2 separate regions of the Mus musculus genome follow, and region 2 is linked to region 1. A link is a contact called in public Hi-C data. All regions are on one chromosome and are shown on one strand. Each heading gives the region's core, a stretch centred on a gene start, on an enhancer-like site or on the middle of the called end of the contact. The rest is flanking DNA. Distances are from core to core; before and after follow the strand shown. Region 1 has its middle 98 kb from the start of Gm25633. Region 2 has its middle 46 kb from the start of Gm32462.

What was found. A called contact is a pair of places that touch in the nucleus more often than the background predicts.
Region 2: a Hi-C map of muscle stem cells shows a contact between it and region 1, with 4 times the contacts expected there. The contact joins two enhancer-like sites. A contact is called at or near these places in 3 of 484 Hi-C or Micro-C datasets (embryonic stem cells, muscle stem cells and myocytes) and 4 of 115 datasets of contacts at active chromatin or transcription factors (astrocytes, embryonic basal ganglia, embryonic stem cells and 1 more).

The regions. Positions count from the first base shown.
Region 1 is chr9:49,921,814-49,926,208 of GRCm38.p6, forward strand. No RefSeq gene overlaps it. Among named protein-coding and RNA genes, the nearest start is that of Gm25633, 98 kb to the left of the region's middle. Within about 2 kb of position 2,343, at least 73 of the 459 cell types and tissues checked have an H3K27ac peak or open chromatin away from gene starts, as enhancers often do. A contact at or near this core is called in muscle stem cells, where this site is marked.
Region 2 is chr9:50,438,368-50,442,762 of GRCm38.p6, forward strand. No RefSeq gene overlaps it. Among named protein-coding and RNA genes, the nearest start is that of Gm32462, 46 kb to the right of the region's middle. Within about 2 kb of position 2,529, at least 29 of the 459 cell types and tissues checked have an H3K27ac peak or open chromatin away from gene starts, as enhancers often do. A contact at or near this core is called in muscle stem cells, where this site is marked.

The DNA.
Region 1 (4,395 bases), core at 1,093-3,592:
AGCTAAGGCTTACCCACTGCTTGAGGGTAGGTATAAAGCTCTCTCTGTGACAGCAGATTTCCACCTTTAGCTATCATCTCTTCCCATACAAATAGCCAATTGCCATCACCAAAATTTTATTAGGGATTGCTCACATTATTCCTAGGCTGGAGATACTTACTTAGATCTAAAGAGGTGGGGTTTCCTAAGTCCTATCATTGTAGGATAACATAAGGATCATTACAGAACAGAATATTCTAGAAATACATGGCTACAGCTAGACAGAGAACCACAGTGAAATGAATAGTCACACATGTTTATTTTATTTTATTTTATTTTTGTGGACAGTCTCTGGGCTACTAACAGGCCATAGCCAGTCAAGTTCCAGGAAACTGATGCCTGAGTGGCTTGACAGAGGAGACTCCTTCAGGCTGAGCTTCTCTGTATTTAGAGGTCAACCTTCCCTGCCTGCCCCACCCCCACAGCTTCCAATTCGGGGGAGGCTGGGAGAGGGACATGGAGGAGGATGTTCAAGGGTTGTGAGAGGCTGGAATGGTAGGGATGGAATGTCTGCAGCTGAGAACTATAAATCTGTAAGCTTTCAAGAGGACAAAGCTTTGTGCAGAAGGGCCAGTGGGGTGCTGGAGGAGGCTCAGGGCATTCCCTCCTAGAGGGAAGGAGCTGGGGGCAGGGAAAGAGAGAGCTTTGCACACAGCAGAGACTGTCTGAGTGGAGAGGAGTAATCGCAGGTTCTATGAGATCCTGGGATTTGGATTTCTCCACTCCTTTTCAAATCCGATTTCCCTACCCACTTTCTCACCAACAGAGCACCCACATGGGTCAAGGTCAATGGACACTGTGAGGAAGGAGGTGGCATTGCTGTACAAAGTGAGGGGAAGACAGGACAAGAGGCAAGGCCTCTCCATGATAGCTAACTAAGTCTCAGGGAGAAATCACACATGGAAATTCCAGACCCACAGGAACCAGGCAGGTCAGTCTCCTATGGGTTTCATGGGCTAAGGTTCCGGCTTGGGTTAAGTCCCTGCTGTGCCCGAAGAGACCAGAGGGATGTCTTGTCTCTGGGCCTTCTGCAGCCTGCCAGTCCTCGCTCTGGGTGATTTGATTTGTGCTGTGAAGAGTACAAATGCCCCCTGGGATCAGAGTGGTTGATTCTGGACTCCTTCCACTGGGTCATTTTACTGACTGGCTATTCATCTGGGTTCAGTGAGAGAAGGGAGGACAGAGGAAGAAGGCTTGACTGCCATTAACTCCTTCATTGCTGGCCAGTCCTCTGCCTGCTCATTAGAAGAGCTCACTTCCAGTCCTTTGGAGGTGCATCCCACCCACCCTGCCTTGACTCTGGCACCTGTGGAGGAGGTAGGTCCCAGTTGCTTTGCCATGGTCTACTAGCGTGGTCTCAAGCGTCCAAGCAATGGCCTTCATCAGCTTCTCCGCTGCCTTGCATTCGTCTGACACTGAATAGGCAGGTTATAAAAAAGACAAATGGTCTGTGGAGAAAAATCTCTCTATGCCAGGAGAAGAAGTAGACAGAAACAAATAGAAGGAGCTTCCTTCTAGCACTGTGGCACTTCCTTTCCATTCCAGGGACCAAATAGCCTGCTTTAAACCAGAGCATCTTCCCAAGATGCAGGTGGATCAAAGGAAACTGTAGGGGGAGCTTCCAGCCAAGCCAGGGGACATATGCTATTATACTTGGGGATGGGGTCAGGTATGGGCAATGCCTCTAATGCTGCCCAAGGACATTGACTCTCAGGCATGGGAAAAAGATGATAGGAAGTGTCCCTGTGCCTCTAACTTGGCCTCAAGGACCCTGTAGCCCTCTACCATGTGAGGCCTCCAGGAGCCAAGCCACCTGCTTTCATAGATGACAGCTCACAGAGAAATAACTTGTTCCTATGGGAAGTGGTGATCAATGGCTCAAATTAAATCCCAGAAAAGCTTTTCTTCTTGTCTGACACTTTATAGTTTCTCAGCTTATCTCTTCCCGGGATGGCTGTATAGGCCAGATGATAACGACCTGAACAGCCTAGAAAAACATGAGTTCACTGAGGATTTAAGGTGTGAATTAGCTCTTAGATGGGCTGAGAGTGGGGAATTCTACTTCATAACACCCAACCTTCCAGCAAAATCCTGTGTGGGCAACTCTTCAGTGTCTCCACCCAGCCCCTGGCCCTGTTTAATGCTTAAGCATCCTGGGTTAATAAGTGCTTTTCAGTCACCAAGCCTCATTGAAATGCCTTCAGCCTCTGAGTCACTCCATCTCTCCCATCTGCATTCCCCTTAACTGAATTATCTCTGCATGAGTAACAGAGGTCTGTCTGGGCCCTGGACTGTCTGCTCCCCAGATTTGATAGCAACAGATTCTTGAATAGTCCCACCCACCCCGGTCATGCCTCTCCCTCCACAACACAGTCCCAGAGTCCTCCAGAAGAGGTCCAGCGGTCTTTAATGATCCACCTACAGCCTGGCTGGGCTGAGAGCCAGGATCAGAGAGGCCAGCTCTGTTCTTGGCAGGAAATGAGGGGCCGCTATAGAAATGCCACCCAGGCTGGAAACAAGATCTATGGAATAGCGGCTCTGAGTGGGTGAAGTGCTGGAGAGCAAAGGGTAAACCATGGTGCCCTGGTCTGTGGCCCTTGCCCACAGAATCTGCAGAGATCTGCATTTCAAGGCACCAGACTGGGTAGATTCAGGCCAGGGAAACTTGTTCTTTGCCTGTCAATTTAAAACTTCGGTCACCTCTGGATCACCTTGAAAGGGCCCAGTGTTTAAAGACTGTCTCCCAGAATTTAATTCAAAAGTTGGAATCAGCAAGTTAAAGGTAGGATCTGAGAATCAGTCTTTAGAACAGGCCTTCCCAGTAAGGAGAGGACTTTAGGACATATGTCTAGTGATTCAGACAAGAAAGCTAATAGAGTCACTGTAACTCTTTCACATAGGCAAGTAGGATCGCTCTATATTTCCTAACCTTGAAAGTTAGATAACTCCATGGAGCTGCCTCTCCTCTATAAACCCATTCAAGTCATTAGAGACATTTTCTAACAGGCAGGCTATTAGATCCCAATACAGCTATGTGTAGCTATGTGTGAACCTTGAGTTCATATAACACACATTCTGTGTCAGGTTTTCTACTATCTCCTTTAACCTGAACAACAGTTTTTGAGGTGTGTTATATTATTAATCCAGCCAGCACAGGATGAAACCGAGGCCTAATGAGGTAAAAATAACTCCTGCTAAGGTCATAAAGATAAAGGATTAACCCAGGATTCAGGCTCAGCATAGCAACTGTTGGAAGTGGATTCCAAAGAAGAGGTGGAATTCTTGCCCCTTTTAATGAAACTGCAGGGTGAGTTTCCAGCCAAGCAAGGGAACATGAGCTATTATAGCCGGGGTCCTGGGGGTGGAAGTGGGGTGGTGGCGGGGGACAACCCACCCAATGTTACCCTTGGACACTGACTCTCAGGTGTGGGGAAAGGATGCAAGTATGTCTTTGACTTGGCCCTTTTTATTTCCGCACCCCATTCCTGGTACCAACTTCAGATTAGTTGCTTTTCTGTTTTTGTGATAAAACAGTAGGAAGTGTCCCTGGGTCTCAGACTTGGCCCTAGTACCTCAGGCCTGTGAATTAAACATGCAAAAGGGACATTAACAGGAGGAAATAACAACACGGGCTATTTATACATATGATTTACATGTACCATGGGAGATCTCAGATAAGTTACTCAAAGGGCTAGTTAGATTGGAGGATCATCTTAGCAAAGACAGAAAAAATATGGCAAGAGACAAGAAAACAGAATGGGGTGGGCTGGCTTACAGGAAAGGACTTGAAGCCAGGTGACTTTTGAGGAGCCTAATGATAGTGCTTTGAACGTTTGACTTACGAAGACTGGACACAGTGTCATCAGCACAAGCTTTCTCATCCCTGGAGTAGCTTTCGTGTGTATCTACAAATGTTATTCTCCTGGTAAACACACACACACACACACACACACACACACACACACACACTCTGTTTCTAGCAGATGATGTGAGAGCAGCAAACTCTTTCTGCATTCCTTGTATCTAAGTTGACTTCAGTGGCATATTTTGTGGTAGTGAATTCTGGGCCTCTCTTCCCTAGCTAGTCTATCTTAGAGCCCAGCTGCTTCAGGTGGCCGCCAAGGCTTCAGCTGTTATCAGTCAGTCATGATGGTCAGCTTCTGACAGATCTGCAGTGGAGGGATGGACTTAAGCAGGTGTTACCAGCCTGGATACAAAAGGGCAGAAAGCTATGTGAGATTCTGAGTGGAACACTGTCTTGAGAGTCAGGGTGGGCTTCAAGTTTCTGGGTAAATTTGAACTCAAGCAAGTCATTTTCCTCCGAGGCCTTGGTTCTAGCCTTGTCTTAAGAGGGTA
Region 2 (4,395 bases), core at 1,279-3,778, 520 kb after region 1:
GGAGACATCTTCCTGTCCTATCCAGGTCACTAGTGCTGCCCCTGCAAACTGGACTTGCAGATGTATGTGTTATGCCTAGCTTCTCCTGGGTTCCTTCCAGAGGCGTACCCCTCGCCCTTCTTAGCCCAGATCGATCCCTAAAGACCACACACCTGGCTCCCAGGTACCTCATAGCCACCAGGACCTACAAATCTGGGCAAGCTAGAAGCTAGCCCTTAGCTGAGACATCCTGGGGGCACAAAGAAATACAGGCAAAGGTCGTTTAAACCCAGATGCAAATGTCAGAATTCCCCAGAGCAGAAACCAAGAAGCTATTAATTAATAAACTAATTAATACTATCACAAGTTCCCCCAGGTATCCCCAACAGTAAGGCAGCTTGGAGACCCACAAGAGCAGTAGATCTAAATGACCTTTTTGACTCAAATACACGACTGTTCATCGTGTGTCTTATCTTCTGCGGTCTTCACAACAGCCTATAAAAAAATAAATATTAACCCTGCTTAATAGACAAGGAGCCAGACTTACGGAAATGCTAGGCACTGGAGGCTGTGCAACTGAAGTGGGCGGGGCCAGGAACAGAGCTTTACATATGCATGTTTATAACCCCAGTGCTGGGAAGGAGAGATAGGTGGCGCCGAGGCTCACACATATACACACACACCTGAGTCTATGGGGGAAAAAAAAAAAAAAAACAGACAGCAGCCTCTGCCCTTGGGATAAGAAAGATTTTCACCAACTTGCCCAGCAGCCTCTTTGGGTCTCCTACCTAGTTAAGCCTACTCTAAAGTCTGTATCCTAAAGACTGTGTAGCCACTAGAAGAAAAGAATACATGCAAACTGGAAGGGATGGTTTCGTTTCATTCTTAGTCACAGCTACTTTGGAATGGGGTGTGTGGCTAGTGAATCCTGCAGAGCTTCTCGGACCCTGGAAGTAAGTTAGACACTGGCTGCCTCCTTGGTTCCCATATTGACGTTCCAGGTTTCTAGCGCAGGCGCGCTGCTCTCTCTTTCTGTGGATGCAACGAAACCATAGGCTTCATGCCCTTGCGGCCGTGTTTTATCCACAAATTCCTTCTTCCTTACATTGCTCTCGTCTGGTGTTTAGTGAGAAAAGTGACCAGTACGCTGGCTTTCAGCAACCCCTGAAAAGTCAGCATCAAAAGTTATCAACTGAGTTTGAAAACTCAGGTATCAAAAGGAGCATGGATTCTGCCGCCGCGACCATACAGCGTCCTAAGCTGGTGAGTCATTTGCATAGAGTCATCTTAGGCCTTCGACTTTTCTGTGGGACTGTCTAAACATGTGACTCCTTAGCATCCAACACAGCTGTGGGGTCACCGCAGGTCCCCAAACCCTCAGCTCCAGGTTTGGGAACAGCTTGGCGCTACCCTTACATGTGGTCTCACCTCTCCCCACGCACCCCAGCTCTGCTGCAAAGACCTTCTCTCTTCCTCTGAACTGGCCAGGCCTCCTCCCACCACAATATATTTTGTCCTGTTGGTTTCTTTGCCCCGGTGGCACTTCTCCAGGTTTTAGCAGGCTTAAGCGCTTAGTCTTGGAATCCCCATTCCAGTACAACCACCCTACCCATCCGGAAGCCCACTAGGCCCCATACCCAAACACTCTCCTCAGATCAGCCTGCCCTTGCATCCCCTCAATGTCTGCAATGAGCCTGCTTCTTTTTCAGCTTTCTTCTTTTCTGTCTCCCTGAGACAATGTGCGCTTTATGAAAGCCAAGACTCGTCCACAGAACGGAGGCCAGCACTCCGCCATGATACAGTGATTGTTCTGTGAGTGAACACAGTCACCCTACACAGCTCAGACAGGTAAAAGATATGAAGACTGTTCATCGTGTGTCTTATCTTCTGCGGTCTTCACAACAGCCTTTAAAAAAAATAAATATTAACCCTGCTTAATAGACAAGGAGCCAGAAATGCTAGGCACTGGGGGCTGTGCAGCTGAAGTGGGCGGGGCCAGGAACAGAGCTTTACATATGCATGTTTATAACCCCAGTGCTGGGAAGGAGAGATAGGCGGACCCTGAGGCTCACTAGCCAACCAGGCTAGCCTGCTCTGAGAGTCCCAGGCCAGTGAGAGACCCTGATGGATACACATGAGGAATGGCACCTGAGCTTCACACACACACACACACACACAGGGCATGCAGTCACAAAAGGACAATATTTTAAACAAGAGCAGTGCTTCCCAGTACCTGGGAGTGATAGCCACTGGTAAAATTGGGAAATGGGCTAATAGCCATTGTCCTTAGGTTGGCATCTATCTCCTAACACCCTAGCCCCTCCTCTGGAGAGCAGCATGGGGATACCCAGGGAAGGCCTAGCCCTGCTGGTTCCCCTGTAAGTAGCTGGTACCGTGGAGGCCTCTGGCTGCCACATCTTCTGGCCTGAACCATGTTTCCCTTTATACTTAATAACAAGTGTGACTAGCGTGGCTGCTTTAACTGCTGTGCTCCTGTTGATTGACAGGCAGGAGGCTGGCAGACACAGCTGCAGGCAGAGACTTGGCAGGCACCAACCATGTGCCCTCTGCTGTGTTGGATGCCAAGGAGTCACATGTTTAGACAGTCCCTCAGTAGGACAGGGATTATCAGGGACCTCCTCTGCAGGCCCCAGGGGATTAGGATTGCCTTGGCCCTGAGAAGAGCTGCAAAGGAGAGACACAAACCAGGGTCCCAGTAGATGAATAAAGTTTGGGACACTCACACAAAACAAAGGTTTTCAATGGGGGAACTGGGGGTGTGACTCATTGGTAGCATGGTCCAACTTGTCTAGCATCCATGAGGCACTGGGTTTGATTCCCAGCAACACATAGAACAGGCGTAATAGTGCACACTTGTAACCAGCACTTAGGAGATACAGGATCAGGTTCAAGGCCAGCCGAGGCTACTTAGTGAATTCAAGGCCACCCTGGTTACATGAGTGCATTTGAAAGACAGACAGAAGGAAGAAAGGGAGAGGGAAGGAAGGAGAGAGAGAATATTTAAAATATCCTACATATAACTGGACCCCGGAACTTGTCTAGCTGCAGTATAATGACCAGTGTAGAGGTCTGTCTCTCTGGTGAGGCTGTGAGCTGCTCACATGACCTAACAGGTGGTCGGCAGACATGATCAGCTGGGTTTTGGCCTCTGTGTGGAAGACATTTTCATAAAACCCCAGACCTTAGAGGTCATCTCATACAACACACAGGGAACCTGCATCCAGAGATCACTACTGTGAGGAAAGGTAGCCCAGGAGAACACAAAGACTAAAGCCACAAAGACCTAGGAAAAGCCAGCCCCCTGCCTGCAGGCCTCCATCACTCTGAGGCTCTTAGCCTGTGTCACCAACCACTTGGAACAAACTGTTCATAACTCAGCTTCCTCATTCTTTACCCCAGGTCGGAGGACAAGCCTCACCTCGGCTCTGCATCAGGTCATGGTGACCACCTCCTCCACACACTGCCACAAACCCAGCCTTTTGTATGGCACAAAGAGCTTGCTGGGGAGCTCTTAATATGGGGCTGAGGAGCAAGCGAAAGGAAGCGCTTGGAAACAGAGGAGATGGCCCTTGTTTTGCCTGCTGCAGAGACCTGGCACTAGGAAGCCTTAGTAGCAGGCCTTAATCACCAGCCTCTGCCGCGGTCCCTTGTTTCTTCAGAAGCAGGAAACACGTAGGGCCTTATGAGGCTACCTGAGCCAGGCATGAGAGAGCAAGGCTATGTAGCTCAGGGGAGTGGCAGACCGACTCCACCACTGCCTGCGGAGGACTGGCTGCTTCCTTACAGGTGAACTCAGAGTGGGAGAAAATGTTTCAGGAATTCAGGATGAGCAAATGTCTGCATGCACAGAGACCATGGAAAGAAAAGAAAGAGATTTGGCAGAGGAAGATAGAGCCAAGCGCTTTATCTTGAAAGAGATAGAAGACAGCGAGAGATGGAAGTTAAGAACTTAATGAACTTGGGCGAAGGGAATAGATAGGTTTCTATAATCAATTAGAGTTGCCAAGGCATGTGAGGCCATGAGGATTTTGAAAGGTTACTAGAATGCCCTAGACTTCATCACTAACAACTGCAAACCCTTTGCTTTCATCCCCCAAACTTTGGTCACCTGAGACCTAAATCCACAACCCCCAACCACTCAGTTGTCAGCAGTCCGAGATTTTGTAATCTTATCTAAATAAAAGTTAAAATGAAGGCCCAAACCCTCTGAGGTTCCTCTTCCCATGTAGACGCCAGTGAAATCTCTCCACAAAACCACCAACCCTCTGCTCCATCATCCACACTTCACCATCTGCCTCTGCCTCTCAGCTCACCAGCAGCTACTTTGCCACAGTGAGGCTATCTTTCCATAGCCCACCCTTGCACAAGCTGGCCCTTCTCTCCCGACTCTAGACT